Regions from separate parts of the Hordeum vulgare genome. Here regions 1 and 3 are each linked to region 2. The links are chromatin contacts, called in public Hi-C maps. All regions are on one chromosome and are shown on one strand. Each heading gives the region's core, a stretch centred on a gene start, on an enhancer-like site or on the middle of the called end of the contact. The rest is flanking DNA. Distances are from core to core; before and after follow the strand shown.

Region 1 (4,060 bases), core at 1,062-3,561, 630 kb before region 2:
AGGAATTTTGAAATTCACAATTTTAAAAAATGGCAAAAATATACCTCAAAATTGTGAACTTTTTCCAAATTCATGTATTTGTTTTCAGATTTACATTTATTTCACTTGTGAACTTTTTAAAACCCATGAACTTTTTTTAGAAGATCAACGGTAAAGTCGTGAACTCTTTCCATCCCAACAAACTTTTCGCAATTCCAGATTTTTTTTAAAATCGTGAACTTTCCCCATAATCGCAAACCTTTTTATTTTTATGAACTTTTCCTAATTTCATGAATTTTTGTTTAAATTCTCGTTTTCAATTCATTTTTGGTGTATTTTTTTGGGTCCTTTTCGAAAGTAAACGGTCTACCAGTCAACCAATCAAATCAAACCAGTCCATGGCCAACACATGGAACATGCGACCACCGGTTAACGACTGAAACTGCTCCATGGTCAATCGATGGAACATGCGAGCAAGCGGATAGGCGAAATCAGTACTCTTTTCAAAGATCACTTCTACCTCTTCAGATTGTGACAAGTGGCGCACTGCTTGCGTGCCACTTTTCGCAATCTCGAAGTTTTTCATTTTTCCGTAGATTCGTATTTTTTAAATGTTTTATTCTTTAAATCACGCGCGTAAATCTTGAACCGTTTTTACCGTTGGATTTCTTGCGCTGAGATCTTACAAACTAGATCCGATGTTGATAGGTTTTAAAGAAAAAATATCCTAAAAAAAACGGACCAAGAAAACTGTGCCTTTTGTGATAGAAAAAACAAAAAACACGTTTTTTAAAATATTGTGAATTTTCAAAAGATTTTTTGGATTTTTAAAAAATGTTTTAGATTTTCGAGAAATGTGCAGAATTTAAAATTTTGCTCTTCAAATTCGAAAAAAGTTTTTGCTTTTCCAAAAAATGTTCTGGATTTCTAAGAAATGTTTGGGATTTTCAGAAATTCTTCTGATTATTTTAAAAAAATTGCTATTTTACATAATAAGTTCAAAGCTTCAAAATATGTTTGATTTTTCCCAATTTTCATGGGAATTTCAAAATTTGTTCCTAAATTTAGAAAATGTTGACGTTTTCATTTTTTTTAGGAGTTTAAAAAATGTTCCGGTTTCAAATATTCTTCACAAAATTGAAATAATGTTCAAGATTTAAACTTTTATTCGAGAAATTCAAAATATGTTCGTGCCTTCAAATATTATTTTGGAATTTGAAATAAAAATCCTGTTTCAAAAAAATGTTTCTGTTTTTTCGAAATGTTTCAGTTGTCCAAATTTTGGTCACGAATTTGGAAAGTGTTTCGTTCCACAAAACACTCGGCTTTTTTTTTTGAATTTTCAATAATAGTTCGGATGTCCTCTTCGTGTTTGTTCTTTATGGTTGTGGGATTTCAATTGATTAGTAACAACCGTTAGGGCAACTGGTAGTAGAATGTCATGTGTAAGCTTTGATTGAAGGTTTGAATCCAGATATATGAAATTAGTTTTTGTGCTACAGTGCGTCTTCACTGCCGCTCGCGATCTTCGTGGACTCACCCAGTCGGGGCGCCCCCCCTCTGCGGCTCGGGACTTCCTGCCGTAACGAGCGGCAGGTAGGAGCTCCCGCCTGCGAGCGACTTGGCGCGTACCCAATACACTCACTGGGTGTTTGTATGGTCCAGCGAATTCTAAGTTTTTTCCATTATCTTATTCTTCTTCTGTTTTTATTTTTGTTTTATATTTTCCGTATTTTTTTATTTTCTAACTTTCTTTCTCTTTATTTTTCAATTTGCAAACATCTTTCAAATTTGTGAACATCTTTTGAAACTGTGAACATTTTCTGAAATTACGAATACTTTTACAATTCTATGAACACTTCTACAAATTCGTTAACATTATCTTAGATAGTGAAAATAAACTCGAATTCATGAAATTGTTTTGAAGTCATGAACATTTTCTTAATCATGAACATTTTTTTAAATTCACGCACAATATTTTCAGAGTTGTCGGCATCTTTTAATCTCGTAAAAATATTTTTCAAATTCGTGAACATTCGCCTTCAATCGTGAATGTTTTATGAAATCGGGAATATTTTCTATTTTTATGAAGATTTTTTCCAATTTTATGAATATTCTCTGAAACCATGAACATTTTTTGAATTCTGGAACACATTTTTTAAATCATGAACATTTTGGGAATCATGTATTCTTTAAATAATTCGCAAGTTTTGGAGTTTTAGAAATTTTTGATATCCTGAATTATTGGGAAAAAAGCGGGTGCCCTAGCCCGCGAATGGGCCGACGCAGAAGGGCGCGATCGTGCACGCGCTCCTGGTTTTTTGAATAGGACTTCTCGGGTAAGGGGAACTCCAGGTAGTGTCTTAAACGCCCTTGGAGAAACGGGCCCATACTGCACCGCTGCACTGGGCTGTCCATGTAAAGAGAGCCCTCGGTCCCTCGTCACTTGAGCGTAATTTAACTAGTCGCCGTTGACTAGTTGATTTGAAAATATAAGTAGAAATGCAAAAAGGAAACCAAACTTCTCATCAAAAGATTATGAAATCAAAACTGATTTCACGGGAAAATATATTCAGAAACTCAAAAAATATCTGAAAGAAAAAGTTCATCGAATTTGAAAAAAAAACTCACAGATTTGGAAAAAGTTCATCAATTCAGAATTTTTTTGTTAAAGTCAAAAAAAGTTCACTGACTTAGAAAAAGGTTTATATATTTTGGAAAAAGTTCACTGATTTTGCAAAGTGTTCACAGTTTGAAAAAAAACTCATAAGTTTTGAGAAATTTCATCAAATTTGAAAAAAAATTGTTGCTTTTCAAAAAACATCGTGAAAATGAATAACTCAAAAAAATAAAAGTAATACTAAATGAAAACAAAAAATAAAAGGAAAAAAAGGAAAACGAAGAAGACTAAAGAATGAAAAGGTCATAACTAATCACATAGTTGTGAGTGGCCGAGTTGGATAATATAGCTAGCACTGCACGAGAAGGTTTTGTGTTCGAAACCCACCTCTCTCCTCTTGTTCGCACTAGTTTAAAACGAAAGAAAGAAAGTCTAGATGGACCAGCCCGCGCAGTGGGGGTGGGGGCGGGTGCGCCCATTCACTACAGCACAACACTCATGTGATGACAATTAAACTGTTTGGAGAAATCTCTTAAAAGGGTAGTTTTACTGCCGGGACAGTGGTTCTCCCGGTAGATAGAACTGCCACGCGAATGGCTGCCGGGGATTACTTCTTCCGGCAGTTCTCCTGCCGGGACCTACATATCTGTCGGCTGTTAGTGTTCTCCCGGCAGGTTTGTTAGGCCAACATAGTTTCAGTTACACGCAATATTACTGCCTCTATAAACACGTTGTCCCCGCAGTTTTTATGCCCTCACATTGATTTCAATTTGGACATCTTATATCTATAATTTAATAACAATTCACAATGTCTAATTTAATATTCATTCACAATATTTTAGGCAATCGGCCCATATCACAGAATTTATGCATACACTTTAATAAGAGTTTACATATATGCCTCACAGGAATCTTAATCCGCATCCAATAAACATATAGCAAATATATATAAAGAGTACATATATGTTTCTACATGTGTCACATAATCAAAATGAACTTGTCCCACAAAAGGGAAGTGGCCATAAAGTGGTTGTTCCAAAATGAGCAGGGTTAGTCTCTATGTTCAAAAACAAACATATTACATTATCATTCCAGCGCAGAAAATTAAATGTCTTCGATATCTTCGAAACCTCCAACTTGTTGTGTATCTTTGGGAAACCTGCAACGGACCTTCCACAGTTAGTATGTTCATGATTTAACCGGAAAAAAGAAGGAATATAGCTTAGTAGTATTCGATAAAAAAATCAAGCAGTGTCAACAACACTGCCCAGGGCCTGCCACTACTAAACGGTTCAAGTGGTAGTGGAATAGGAGATGCATCAACACCTGCACCAAGACATATTTTTGTTGTGCCCAGGATCCATCTAAAAGGAAGCAAATGGCAACCCCTGTCCAAACAGACCTGGAGTATTTAATTTGCGGTCCTAATCAGCCCCTGTACAAATAGATGTGTAGTTTTCT
Region 2 (4,494 bases), core at 1,035-3,534:
ATGAATTCTTTTCAAATTTGATGAAAATTTTAAAAATTAAATGAACTTCTTTAAATTCGATGAATTTTAAAAATTATGTGATTGTTTTCAAATTTTATGGACACATTTGAAAATCAATTAACTTTTTATCAGATTTGATGACAGTTTTTTAAAATCACTTAACTTTTTATAAAAATTGATGAACCTTTCTCAAATGTGATGAACGTTTTTCTATTTGTTTTTATTATTTTTTAATGTGTGAACATTTTTCCCACTTAAAGAACTTTTTTGCAAAATCGATGAACTTTATTTTTCAAAAATCAATGAACTTTTTATTCAGGACCTGCAGAAAGAGCGCAAGAAGCTGTTCCATGGGTCGGACCCTCACGGGGCGCTGCACACGCCAGGAGCTCGAATGGACGCCTGCAGCGTCATATAGGAGCCAGGATGTAAGTGACGGTGAAAACCACTTGTCCCATTTACGTCATCCACTAAAAACAGTATAAATGGCCGAATGTGGATGACCACTTAATTTATATGGAAATGTGGCCAATCCATCGAAGTCCATGAAACCCATCAGCCGTCACAACCAAATCCCGATGTCCTTTCTTGAAGTACCATGACACAGCCATACTCTAGGCCTTACAATACGCAGCGCTAATGGAGGCGTCGTGCCGCCAGTGCAGGTCGACGGTGTTCCTGATGGTGAACCACGCGACGCGCTGATGGGCGTCAACGAGCCGTTGTTCAAGTACAACTCCTCGCTGCTTCCGGTGACCACCTCGTCGCAGTTGCTGTCCATGCAGCTAACCTTCACGCTTGTAGTCATCACCATTGCCATCGTCCGCCACTCGCTCATCTTTGTCAATCCAACGCCATTATGCTCATGACGATTTGCTGCATTCTCCGCACGCTCCGGTCGGGCGACGCTGGCAAGGGCCTGGACCGGAAGGGCTACATCATGGGCTCAGATAACTGGTTATATGTGGACGCCACATTAACCATGTAAATATTAACTGGACTATGACATAATCCCATATAACAACTAGTGGCTGGTGGGGGGAAGTCCCACAATGCCCAGCAATGTGTCCATTTACATTCTGATATAGGAGCTCCCCTATAGCGAGGGGTTTCGAGTTCGATCGCTTATTCTGCACGTTTTTTTACACCGCTCACTACAGTACCACCAAAATGGCTGGCCCATATGTGCTGCCCGGACGTGCGAACCTCCGTTAACCTGCCTCAACGAGCGGCAGATAGGAGGTTCCTTTATCTCGCTCAACGTGAGAAGGAAGCGGCTCTTGCCTCGAGGATATTCTGTGCGCTATAGTAGTAACAGTACTCAGGTAGCCCATATTTGTGTATTCATTTTTTTCGAATTGTTTAAATCACTTATCACATGTATCATGTGGTATATTTGTGCATTCGTTGGTTCGCTGGTTCATTGTTCGCTCATTTTTTTATATTTTGCTATTTTATTTCTTAACATGTTCTCTTCATTTCTTTTTTTCTTTCTTATATTTTATTTTTACTTTTATTGAGTTTTTTTGTTTTTTATTATACTTTGATCTTCTTTCTTTCTTTCTTTGTTTCTTTGGTTTTGTATGATTTTCTTTCTTTATGGCTGAAATACGTTTTCCAGTATACGTTTTCTTATCCACGTTGAACACTTCTTATGGCGGGGACACGTTGAACACTTTTCAAATATGGGATGTAATTTTTTTCTTTTAATACATGTTTGAACACACTTTATATTGCATGGCATTCTTTTTTAATATACATCGAATATTTAGTTGGTAATGAATAAATCATTTAAACTCTGAGGATGTCTTTTTGCATAAACATTTTATTGAAATGCAGGAATATTTATTCAAAATTTTACTTACATTTTTTTAATGGAACAAAACAATTTGTTTACTACCCAAACCATTTTTTCACATTCAATAAACTTTTTTCATAATTTTTCATATATATGTTCGAATGGAGGAACATGTTTCTGTATTCACAATTTTTTTCTAAAGCTATCCACATTATTTTATTGCATTAACATTTTACTATACTGTACTAATATTTTTAAAATTTAAGGTTTTTATTTTTTTTAATAAATTTAATTATTTTTTTGAGGGGGTAATTTTAGGTATACAGTACGTATTTAAATAATTATAAATAAAAACAAAGAACATTAGTGCAATGGCTCACGTCCCTATTAGGCCGGCTCCACCGGCTTAAAACAAAAGCTGTATGCCTCGCTATAAGCAGCAAGTCAAGGAGTGGCATTAACAAGTATCGAGCCCATTAAGCTGATCCTCGTCAAGGAGGACTCTTCTTCGCAAAGTCTTACCTAACTGGCCCATTAAAAAGATCCAGCCGCCAAAGTGGTCTAGGGTTCGTCGCTTGCCGGAACAGGACCCCCCCCCCAAAACCGCCACCGGCTTTCTCTGCTCTCCCATTCCGGTAATCGTCCTCTCCGCTCTCCATATTCACTCTCTGTTCGATTTGGATACATCGCCATACAATCGCTTCCTATGCATTCAGATCAAATCCGTCCACCTCATCGCAGGTCCTCTCTATTTCGCCCCATCCTTCTCCTCTGATCCAAAGGCTTATTGCGTTTGCTTGAAGAATAAAGAGAGGTTAGTGTTCTTTTACCAGTTAGGGAAGCTTAAGCCGGCGTTTATGGGTTGGTTCTGCGGCGAGGTTTTCTAGAGAATATATTGTCTCGTAGGACCAAGTGATAGAATTTTGTGTGTCCCTAGTCTGTGATGAGAACTGCCATTCATGAAGCGCGCCTGTGGTGGGCGTTGTTAGCAACCTGGCATCTTTGGGATCTGCGTTGGTATTGTCTAGAGTTGCAATTATTGGGTAGGGATCCAAATCAAATGTAAAGAATTTGTGGGAGTGATACTGCAACCCGTTTTATCTTCTTGCCCAGTGCTCTTAGTATGGTGCTTTCAAGGTTGTATTGCTTAAGTGCTATGTGTACAGCCTGCACATTTGATTTCGGTTTACATCACTTTGTTGGGAATATGTCCAATAGTTTATTTTGTATTTTCGTTTGTACAGAGTTAGATAGATAGTTTGTGTGTGATGCGGTGATGCGATTTATAACCATTCATCTCATTTTCTGTTGAACGCTCCTCTGTTAGTAGAAGAGTCGCATCTGTCGGTTTATTCCTTATTGATGATAATTCTGCAACGCTACCTTTTGAAGAGTGTATGTTCTACGTAATTACTCTATCCCACAGATCTGAATATTGTTGCTTATAATATATGATGTGATAACTTTGGTACTCCCTCCAATCCATATTAATTGTCGTTGATCTAGTACAAAATTGTACTTGATCAGCGAAATTTAATATGATTCGGAGGGAGTACTTGAATCTAAGGTTCATTTCTTTGCACCTACTGTTTTAAATTTTGACTGATCAAATTGTCTTCCATTTTGTATAACAGGTGCTGAAGCTGGGGCATGCTTATTACTCAGAAATGGAAATAGATACACTGAAGGATGAGTTCGGTCGTGTTGTTAAAAAGCAGAAACTTGCATCCTCAAGAACTATAGATTTGGTAAACCAAATCGAGAAAGAAATTGAGCAGGCTATCAGTGCTATCCAAGAAAATGTCACAGCTAGGGATGCTGCATCAAACCTAAACCATGAAATTCTTACTAATCTGAAGAATACGCTGAAAGTGTTGGTTCCAGTGAAGCAACTTGAGAGCTGCCAGAAAGAAATGAACACTGCACTTGGCAAGTGGGTCAAGACCACCGAGAAATTCTTCATCAATGATATTTCAAAAGCTTACAAGAATGCCGACATGGAACCACATGTACTGAATGAGATTATTGCAAACCATCTATACCGTGAGGCATTATTTGACATAGGTGACAACTTTCTTGGAGAGGCCAGTTGTTTAGCACCTATAAAACTGAAACAACTGTTTCAGGAGATGTATGAGATTTGTGGTGCGCTGCGGACTGAGAAATCTGAGCCAGCTCTGAGCTGGGCAATGAAAAATCATGATGCACTACTGCAAAACGATTCCTGTCTCGAGCTTAAGCTTCACCAATTGCGGTTTGTTGAGGTACTCAAGCAAGGTAAAAGAGATGAGGCTCTTCAGTATGCTAGGGCATACCTGGCGCCATTTGCTACCATACACAAGGATGTAACCCAGAGGCTGATAGCCTCCATATTATGGGCCGGGCGCCTTGACCAGTCACCATATACAGAGTTCTTAGTACCAACTAACTGGGAGAAGCTAGCTGAGGAGTTCTCTCAACAGTTCTGCAATCTGAAGGGTCAATCTTCCACAGGTCCTATGGGCATGACAGTTGCAGCTGGTGCTGAAGTGTTGCCAATTCTTCTTAAACTGATGACGGTACTCACTGCAAAAAGGGAGTGGGAGTCTATGAAAGAATTTCCTTTCCCACTGGACCTCCGTAGGGAGTTTCAGTTCCACTCATTGTTCATTTGTCCCGTGCTCCGTGAGCAAGGTAGCGATGAGAATCCTCCAATG
Region 3 (4,466 bases), core at 909-3,408, 790 kb after region 2:
AAGGTCGGGGAAGCGTTGGAGACGAAGAATCGACGACGACGGAAGTGAGAGCTAAGGAGGAAGATGAGTTATAGGTGTTGCTTCACGGGCTCCGGCGTCGATTAACTTGGCGGTGAGGACGCGAGGGGGCGAGCCAGAGCCCGGGGGCTAGTCAGAAGCTAGGGGAGAGACTGGAGATGCCTAGCGACGGCGACAAACGCTCGATGATGGTGGCCATGGAGGCAAAGGGGAGAGGAGAGAAGAGAGGGGGTGACTGGGAGCTGGGACGGATCGAGTCGGTGCCGGAGTGCTTATCCCGCTCGCGAGCGCGACGTGGAGGCACCATGCTTTCCATATTGATAATTCCTACTTGTCGTTCGTTGCGGTAGGGGGTTGCTCCCACGCATAGGGGGGAGTCCGACTAGGCCGACCTAGATTCTTTTTTTCTAGAAAAACATATACTTTCATTTTATTTTATTTGTACTGTTTCTTTTTTCCTTTTGTGCTTATTTCTTTTTTCCCTTTTTTGACTTGTGCTTTTTCCTTTTTTCTTTTTTCTTATGAAAATGAACAAACATTGAATTTCTCAATCATTTTTTGAAAGCATGAATGGTTTTTTAAATCAGTTAAGAAAATTGAAAGCGTGAACAATTTTTTAAAGCATAAATATTTTTAAATCTTGAGAACAAATTTTAAAACTAAGAACAATTTTAGAAAATACTGAACAAATTTGGGACCGCGAACAATCTTTTAAAGCACGAACATTTTTTGAATCTTGAGAACAAATATTAAAACAAAGAGCAATTTTGAAAAATCCTGAACAAATTCGGGACTAGGAACAATTTTTTAAAGCACGGACATTTTTTGAATCTTGAGAACAAAACTTTGAAACGAGCACAATTATGAAAACCCCAAACAAATTTGGAAGTATGGAGAATTTTTTTAAAAGCATGAACATTTTTTGAATCCTAAGAACAAATTTTAATAATGAGAACAATTTTAAAAAATACTGAACAAATTTATAAACTTGAACAATTTTTGAAAACACGAACATTCTTTGAATCTTGAGAACAAATTTCAAAAAACAAGAAATTTTTCGGAAAAATATTTTAGAAAATCCAGAACATTTTTGAAAATCCAGAATATTTATTGAAAATCCAGAACATTTTTCGAAAAAGCAAAAACATTTTTATAACAGCATTTGTTTTGTGAAAAAGAACATATTTCGAAATTTGTTAACAGTTTTCAAACGGAAACATTTTTTAACTTATGTACATTTTTTAAAACAGGAACATTTTTTGAAATGTCGTACATTTTCTGAAATGGCAAACATTTTTTAGAAAATGAAGAACATTTAATAAACTTGCCGACCATTTTAAAATCTTGAAAAAAATTAGAATTGCTGAAGTAAATTTAAATACATTTTCAATTTGTGAACAAATGTCGAAAAAGAGAAATATTTTTCACAAAAAATGAACATTCTTTTATAAAAGCAAGAACATATTTTGAAAATTGTGAACAATTTATGAATAAAAGAACATTTTTGAAAAATCCTGCAGTTATTTGAATAGGAAAATATTTTTTGAAACACGAATATCTTTGAATATATGAACACATTTTCGAAGGAGGAACATTTAAATATAAATTATAACAAAAAATTGAACACAAGAATATTTTTTGAAAATCAAAACAAAATTTAGAAAATGTCAAAAAACGAAAAAATGAACAAAATTGAAGTAAAAAATGGAAACGGAAACAATAATTTTTTGGATGTTAGGATCATTTTTTTAAATCACAAACATTTCTTGACAATCACAAACATATTTGGAAGTTATGAATGTTTTTTAAAAATGGCAATTATTTGAAATTTAATACATTTTTATAAAAGCGAGAATATTTTCTGAATTTTAAAAACAATTTTCCAACATGAAGTAAGTTAAAAAAAATAACCATAGAAAAAAAGGAAAAAAGAAGGAGAAAAAACGAACAACGAAAAAATAAGAAAAAGGAAAAAATGAAACAGCAAAACACACACACACACACACACACACACACACACACAAAAGCAAAAACCGAGACTGCCTGCAGAGGGAGATGGGCCGGCCCTGTTGATTTTACCCCTGTTCGTTTGTCCAACTATTTGACGCAAAGAGTGTCGAATAAGATTTTTCCTGCATATTTGCTGCTTGACAATGGTGGTAAGCTTCACGAATCTGTAAGCAAGAGAGGCCTCAGCCCTGGGCCGTGGTCTGAGAATCCAGGAGTCCTGTTTCCAACCTCATGTGAGCCAGCGGTGACTGAAAGATGACCTGAACCTGTCTTTTGCAAATAATTATTACCATTTCATGAGCCAGGAGCCAGGAGTAGTATTCTAGTGCTTCTCTCACATTTGAAATAGTACAATACTCTCTCCGTAAGCTAATATAAAAACATTTAAATCACTATTTTAATGATCTAAATGTTTTTATATTAGTTTACGGAGAAAGTACTATTCTAGTGCCATCGAACAGACCGCTAGCTTCTCGAGTGACCAGCTTGAAGCATGCGAATGCACTCAATGTTCACTGGAAAATATTTCTTCCCTGCTAGACAAGGAATATTTATGTTTACTTTAGCTATATGTAAGACGACTCAAAATTAATTTTAGGTCAGTTGATTATTTGTGTCCAATGATTTTTTTTTTCTGGGCTATTTCATGAGCTTTTGTTTTTTGAGGTGAGGCTATTTCATGACCTGGTTTGGCCTTGGTTTTTTTTACTCCCGACATATTTGGGTTAGTAATTCGATACTCTATTGAAGCCCATTACCTGTAGCATGTGGACAACACCTCTCTCCCTTTGTCTTTTTTCTTTCTGTTTTCTGTTTTTCATGTGTTTCTCATTCTAATTTTTGTTTTATTTATTAGTTGGTTTAAAAAAACTGAACAATTTTGTTGGATGTTGGGTGGTGTAAATATTTAAACATAAATACTATGCAATATGTGCGAAAATTATAGTATATATGATTGTTGTTTGCATAATACAAAAATTGTAATTTTAGTGCAAAGTTTTGTGCAAGTGTTTTAAACTTTACATTACATTCCTTTTAAAGATTAATACCAATGACACTAACTAATTGTTCCTTAAAAAAATTTACTATTTATTTTTTGTTTATTTATTACTTTAAATTACTTCGTATTTAATGGTAAGACCAACACCAATTCATTAGTTATTAGGAGATTTTTTTTCTTCCTAAAAAAATCTATTATTATTTGTGTATTCTTAAATATTTATGAACAAAACACTTTTTTGAGTATTATGTCCACAAAAATTATTATTTGGTTTATTTATTTATTACAATTTCTTCTTCTTAAAAGGTAGTACCAATACCACTAATTCGAATTTCCTTGGAAATTACATTGTTTTGTTTTTTATTTAGTTTTTAGTGTATTTTATTTTTATTAAAGGGGCAATACCAAGGCCACTAACTCATTGTTTCTTAGAAAACTTCGTTATTTTGATTTTTTTTACATTTTTGTTCTTTTTAAAGGGTAATACAAAGGCCACTAATTTATTATTTCTTCAAAACGTTCATTATTTTATTTCTGATTTAATTTTATTTCACTTTATTTTCTTCTAAAATGGTGAAACCAATGCAACTCTTTACATTATTTTTTTTATTTTCTAACTTCTTGAGGTCATACTAGTGTCATTAATTTTTTCTTACTTCAAATAATTTCATTATTTTTATTTATTTTAGTTTTTGTTAAATTTACTTTCTTCTATAAGGGCAATGCCAATGACTATACGTGGCCATACCTCGGGCCGGGCTGGGCTTCGGGTCAGGCTTGACAAAGCTCATGGCAAAAAAACAGGACCAAGCCCGACCCGGTCCGTCCGTCAGGCCTGAGTTTGAGGCCCAAGCCCGGCCTATGAGAGGAAAATTTCGTTGGGCCTCAATCCATTGGGCGGGGCCCTTCCATGAATTGCCAAAATGTCAGGCCCAAACTCGGCTCAGCCTGGCTGTTGGGCCTAGATGTTAGGCCTTGGCCCGGCCCATGGGTAAGGTCGGACCAGGTCTGGTCGGGCTTTTTCGGGCCTGGTCTGTTCGGGCCGAATGGGCAGGGTATCCCATGGCGAGGTATACCAACGACACTCATTCACTTCTTTTTATGGGCGGTTTTAATGGAAATTTAACTATTATGTTCTTACTTTTGCATATTATGAAAAAGCAAAAAATTCTATGTAAATTATGTGCAAAAGATTTGATCATTTTATTTTCATTTTTCTCTTCATCTTAAACGGCAATATCGATACCAGTAATGTTGTTTCTTAGAAAAAATTATTATTATTTATTATTTTGATTTTGTTTTATTTTGATTTTAGGATTAACAAATACCATTCATTCATTCCTAAGAAAACTTCTTCTTTTTTGCGAAAAATCTACTATTCCTTCTCAAAAAAAAATCCTGTTCAAGCAGCGGCGACGCCCAAGGTAGTCGATGGTGT

What was found. Hi-C and Micro-C count contacts between places; a contact is called where the count stands out from the background.
Region 1: a Hi-C map of seedling shows a contact between it and region 2, with 4 times the contacts expected there. The contact joins the enhancer-like site here to the promoter of LOC123403486 in region 2. A contact is called at or near these places in 3 of 6 Hi-C or Micro-C datasets (leaf and seedling).
Region 3: a Hi-C map of leaf shows a contact between it and region 2, with 6 times the contacts expected there. The contact joins the enhancer-like site here to the promoter of LOC123403486 in region 2. A contact is called at or near these places in 2 of 6 Hi-C or Micro-C datasets (both in leaf).

Annotation. Positions count from the first base shown.
Region 1 is chr6H:425,055,125-425,059,184 of MorexV3_pseudomolecules_assembly, forward strand. No RefSeq gene overlaps it. Among protein-coding and RNA genes, the nearest start is that of LOC123402221, 99 kb to the right of the region's middle. Within about 2 kb of position 2,312, at least 3 of the 3 cell types and tissues checked have open chromatin away from gene starts, as enhancers often do. A contact at or near this core is called in leaf and seedling, where this site is marked.
Region 2 is chr6H:425,684,847-425,689,340 of MorexV3_pseudomolecules_assembly, forward strand. LOC123403486 (protein RMD5 homolog) reads left to right here and starts at 2,285. Exons shown (of 2, transcript XM_045097420.1): 1 at 2,285-2,433; 2 at 3,433-4,494. The coding sequence starts at 3,466.
Region 3 is chr6H:426,479,058-426,483,523 of MorexV3_pseudomolecules_assembly, forward strand. No RefSeq gene overlaps it. Among protein-coding and RNA genes, the nearest start is that of LOC123405561, 36 kb to the left of the region's middle. Within about 2 kb of position 2,159, at least 2 of the 3 cell types and tissues checked have open chromatin away from gene starts, as enhancers often do. A contact at or near this core is called in leaf, where this site is marked.